2 separate regions of the Zea mays genome follow, and region 1 is linked to region 2. A link is a contact called in public Hi-C data. All regions are on one chromosome and are shown on one strand. Each heading gives the region's core, a stretch centred on a gene start, on an enhancer-like site or on the middle of the called end of the contact. The rest is flanking DNA. Distances are from core to core; before and after follow the strand shown. Region 1 holds the start of LOC103643327 (RNA-binding protein 25). Region 2 has its middle 30 kb from the start of LOC100193349.

Region 1 (2,770 bases), core at 62-2,561, 100 kb before region 2:
TGCAATGCACTACTCAGGTAATAAGAGCTCAGGCAAATATGTCACTACTCTACACTTCTTATCAACAAAGAAGTTTATATGAAACCAGAAAAAAAAAGATATAGCCGGCATATGAAATTTAAACGGCAGAAAATCATGATACCTTAGCAAGTTTTTGGAACAACCCAGAGCTGAAGCATCTAAGTACATAAAGAAACTGAGCCTAATTAAGCCACGAGCTAAAGCATGTAAATCAATTAGACAATGTAAACAAAACCAGTTCAAATTCAAACATTCAGCATACCACACTCAGTGAGGGAGCAAACGATCTAGAGCTGCAGAATCAAACATGAGCCGGCACCTCTTGTTGTGGGGAGTAATGGCTGGCACGACCACCGCTGTAGCAGAGAAATATCCGGTCATCGTTATCAGGCGAGCGGAGCCCAGTTTCTCTAACTCTAAAGCACTAGCACCACACCTCTAAATGCTAACCAACACACTGCCAAGGTCCATGGTACAAATCCTCTCAATTCTCCTAAACCCACAAAGAGATCCTCAACAGTCAACATCACAGCTCATGGTACACCTTGAAGGTTCAAACTTGAGAAATAACACCAGATACAAAATAGTGGGTGAAGCATAAATTCAACATCATCAACTAACTAATACCAAGTCGCGGTGTCGCATAGGTTAACAGAGTTGGAGATCAGGGACCCACCGGGATGGGGGATCGCAGCGCCCTGCTGCGGCATGTATACTCCCGGCTGGGGCGGCCCGTACATGGCCGGCAGCCGCACGGCGCCCGGAGGCATAACGACGGGGACGCCCGGCGGCTGCATCGGGTAGCCCGGGTTCGCCGGCACCGCGACGTACTGCGGGACCTGGTACGGCGGCGGTGGCGCTGGGGCACCGAGTGGACGGAAGGTAGCAGCGAAGGAGATCGGAGCTGGGGGCATCGGTGGCGCGACTGCCGCCGGAGGCGTGGAAGCGGGGGCGGGGGCAGGGGCAGGGGCAGGGGCAGGGGGTAGGTTAGGGTTTGGGCTAGGCGCCGCGGGGCCCGGCGTCAAGGGGGTTGGTGGGGTGGAGGTGGCGGCGGGAGGCGGGGTGAGCGTGGCGGAAGGAGCGGCGGCTGGGGGAGTAGCCGGCTGCGGGTCCAGGTTGTCGGGCGGAGGCACGACGGCCGCCATGGTGGTAGGGAGGGTGCTAGCCCAGCCGCCGAGTAGACGATGGTTGGTTTGGCCGTTTGGGTTCGATTTCGATCTCGGGCATGAAGACCGGTGGCGGTTGGGTGATGAAGGCCCGTTTGTTTTAACTTTTTTTTCAGCTTCTGGCCGCCACAAATTTTACAGACCATTAAGGCCCTGTTTGGGAGAGCTTCACTTCAAGAATTTTAATTTTGTTCGAACTTCTTCAACCCAAACAGGTCCAGCTCCACGAGCTTTAGTTTTAAAAAAAATCGAAACTAGAGGCCCGTTTCATGAAATTCATGAAGCTCCTTAGAGGGTGCTTCAAAAACACTGTTTTTATATCTCCTCATGAAGCTGTACGAAAATTACCCACCATGCCACTGGTTACGCAACATACAATTTCCGTTCTCTCTGGCGACAACCCACTAATCATCAAGGGTAATCAAGGAAACCCACACAAATCAATTGTACTATAGAAGTTGGAGTCCATATACAAACCAAACGCTCCTGGAACTCACCTTAACAATTTGCTGGAGCTGTTTTATAGTGAAACTGGAAAACCAAAACTGAAGTTTTTGAAGTGAAGCTCTCCCAAACAGGGCCTAAACATTAGATTTTCAGTCTAGTTTCTACGAGAATCGTTTTAGTCAAAACCATCTAAAATCAACATAAACATAAAATCGGCCAAGTCGTTACAATAGTATGAAACTGTCACTTCTATCTATATCCTAGTTATTGACTTTTTTATCGTTGTCCGCACGTAATCTAAAAGATAGTTAAATTCTATCTACAGTCTCTGAAAAAAACTGACTCAAACATGCCAAAGTTTAGCTGGTGAACACATTGAGGGGAGACCGAATTACGCATAGAAGATGTCACGCAATTCATCGGCTAAAAATATTGTAGCGTATACTAATTATTATGTTATAGATAATAAATTAATAAAAAATCACCATATAATTCTCGTATATTAATTAACTCCAACCGTAGATTAAATTAATTTATCTCTACGATGAGCGGCTAAATTAAAAACTTTGATTATATCATAAGCGCGGATCATAGCTGTCAATTCTATATTAATATAGATGATAAGAAACTTCACATAAAATAATATCCAATTTAATTTTGAAGATGCATTTTGTAGCTAAAAGACTCTCTTAGTGATTGCAATTGAGGCTCGAAAGTGATCATTAATCTTAATAATCCGTAAACCATTTGATACATAGAACTTTTATACAATTTAGCAAGGCTTTTATTAAATTAGAAGTGATCCTAATATATTTGGCTCTAGATGAGCATCAAATTCGTCGCGCACACAATTTAATGCTTCAAAAAATACGATGATTTTTTCGGTGACAACTTTGGATTAAAATTCATCGATTTTATTATTACCGACGGATTTAATGCTTCAAAAAAATACGACGATTTTTTCCTTGATAGAGAAATTTATTTTGACCAAAGAAAATTCCATGATTCATATTATCTCTCTCTATATATAACGCATTACACGAGGGTTAGGGGAGGCCAAGGCCCCTACCCAGTTGCTTAGACCGTGCTCAGTAGTTTACACATATAATTAGCCAAAACATTGTTTTGCATTATAG
Region 2 (2,765 bases), core at 97-2,596:
CTGTTATACAGTTATAGTATGTTCAGCATATATGCCAGTGAAAGATCAAATAATTGAACTTCACTAGTTTGAAAAATCTTTCCTAACTTCTTTTAGATCAAAACGGAAGGTGGTGCAAAGATAAAGGCATCGGCTACAGGGATATATAAGACATGGCAGCAGAAGACACATAAATCAATCAATATTGGTGGGAAATCTGGCAACTTTGCAGAAGAGCGCACACCCAGTTCAGGTAATTCTCTATTAAATTCTGATTTTATGTTGTAACCATTGCCTTCTCTGATTTTATATTTTTATATACTCTGGCAAGTTGAAATTTGGTCCGGATACATCTTTGGAGCTTACTTTTTTTTTAATCATTCTCCATTCTCTATAGTTTTGGCATGAAACCATATTATCTGTTTACTGAAAAAAGGAGTCCGTTAAATGTTTCTGAAGGTTTGCTCAGTTGAGTGAATTAATTGTTGCCATGTGCACGGCCTTGGTTTTTTTTTTTTTTTACATTAGCACGGTTTGTTTCATCTGAGTACTTTAATAGCACTGAACTTCGGTACAGTACGATGAGACGTATATAGAACAGAGTCTGATGGACGCTGTGACCTCTGTGCAGGCGGGTATCAGAGAGGCAACAAGAAGCATTTCGCGGGGCCATGGCCACAGATCTATACCAAATGCCAACGTGCCCTCCGAAATAAGGAACCCCGAGCAAATGCAGAAGAGCAGGCAGCAGAAGGCAATGGAAATCACGCGGTTGAAGAACAAATCGGCGAAAGACGGGAAATTCCAGAAGAACAGGCGGCCCGATGGGAACGGGTTCAGCAAAGGGGCTGGTGGGAAAGGTAAGGGCAAGGGCGGGAGGTGATTCATATATGCCCTCCGCTCCTCCGGTCTTGAGATTTGCTTCAGAAGCAGAGGTGTTTTCGAACGAAGCAGAATGGTGGTCTAAGATTTTGATCGAGCGATGATGTTCAGCAGACGCCGTCGTTGTTGAGAGCCTGAGGGCACTCAGGCACATGATGCCTACAGGTATTCGTGTGCATCGATGTGTTGGTTTCCTAGTGCGAGTGGTGGGCGACGACGCATGGCGCAGCAGCGACCGTAGAATCGACGGACGCCGGCTGAAGATTTCTGTGAAGTGACGATCTACTGCCACCGACTACACAAGCAACTTTTCCTCTTAGCGGAACGCCCTTTCTGTGCTCTTTAGGAAAAAGAAAGCAAAGATGATAGGCGAAAGATGCTGCTACTAATTCTTTCTCCTGGTACTGTCTGTGCCTGCTACTGCTAGAGCGTGTACAACCATGAGCCAGCCTATCTGAGACTTGCGGTCTGGTCCTTGGATTGAATGAAATTGGGGGCAGGGGAGGGCAGTAGGCAGCTACGACCACCACGAGCTAGGGAAAAAGAAAAGAACATACTAGTGCGTAGCAAAAGAAAAGAAACAGATCAGATAGGATGCTGTGTGGCTACAGCCTCAGGTGGGTGGGGGGCACGAGCCATGACAAACACACGCCGAAAGATGGCCTCTCTTCATAGTCCTACAACATTTTAGCAAAATTTAATTTACCGTCTCTTTTTTTTCATCAAGTATAATGGATCTGTTCCTGAATGTTGAAGGTAGTTCTAGTACATACTAGTGCATTGGATATAAGACAAGTCGATTAAACTTAAGGTAAAAAAGTTAAAAGAATTATAAATTGGAACTGAGGGAGTACTATTTTAGGACGGTGTGCGTATATGACACCGTTGAGTTTTTTTTAAAAAAAACTTTAACCACTACCTTATATAAAATATTTATTCGAAAATGTAAAATTCTAAGTCACGCTTAAACGATTTTGAGTGATAAGATAAATCATAACAACATAAATGATAAATTATAACTTTTTTTAAATAAGATAAATGTTCAAAGTTTTTTAAAAAAAATGTTAACGGCGTCAGTGGAGGGAGTATAAGAAAAGGAGTTGTGGAATATTAGAAGTGTATGCGCGCTCGACTTCCCAAATGCTACGTATACCATATGCGACTGGACTAAAGTCTGCTTGTCTGCCGCCTTGAAAAGGATAAACCGCACTTTACTTTGCCTTTCGAGGGTGTAGAACTGTCAGTCTGTCACTCTCCATGCTTTGTATTGAGTGTTACGTTTGCCGTGGAAAATTGCAAACACTGTCTAGATTCTTCCCCAAACCAAGTCATATTAAAGCTCTATTTAGATCGCGCTAATACAGTACATGACGGCTATTGATCCAAAGAATCCTGGCACTCTGCTGGTTGAACTATCCAACTGATACAAAAGTTACTCCTTCAGTTCCAAATTACAAGAGGTTTTAACTTTTTTTTAGATATCTATTTTTCCTATAAACTTAGATATTCATCATGTCTAACTAGATACACCCTAAAAATTATATATCTAAAAAAATCAAAATAGCTTATAATTAGAAGAGAGAACATAGGCTAGCTGGTTTGGACCCAAACAACGTCCACAATACCACCTTAGGCCTTGTTCGGTTATTCCCAATACACATGTATTAGATGAGATTGAAAAAAAATGCTTAAGAAGTTTGACTTGTTTGGGATTCAAACCCATCCAATTCCACTCAATCCACATGGATTGAGAGCTAACCGAACAAGCACTTACCGTTTTCATTGCCAATATATATGGTGTTTAGGAAAGAGATTCAAAAGCCTATGTACATGTTTAATTAACGAAAGATCATGGGATCGAACTCACTCACTATCCTTATCTACACGAGTGTGCTAGCTCTTAT

The links. A called contact is a pair of places that touch in the nucleus more often than the background predicts.
Region 1: a contact with region 2 is called in a Hi-C map of leaf, with 5 times the contacts expected there. The contact joins the promoter of LOC103643327 here to the enhancer-like site in region 2. A contact is called at or near these places in 4 of 25 Hi-C or Micro-C datasets (leaf and tassel).

The regions. Positions count from the first base shown.
Region 1 is chr1:223,788,691-223,791,460 of Zm-B73-REFERENCE-NAM-5.0, reverse strand. It overlaps LOC103643327 (RNA-binding protein 25), which reads right to left and starts at 1,311. Exons shown (of 7, transcript XM_008666479.4): 1 at 698-1,311. The coding sequence starts at 1,166.
Region 2 is chr1:223,684,467-223,687,231 of Zm-B73-REFERENCE-NAM-5.0, reverse strand. It overlaps the pseudogene LOC103645308. Among protein-coding and RNA genes, the nearest start is that of LOC100193349, 30 kb to the left of the region's middle. Within about 2 kb of position 1,346, at least 15 of the 20 cell types and tissues checked have an H3K27ac peak or open chromatin away from gene starts, as enhancers often do. A contact at or near this core is called in leaf and tassel, where this site is marked.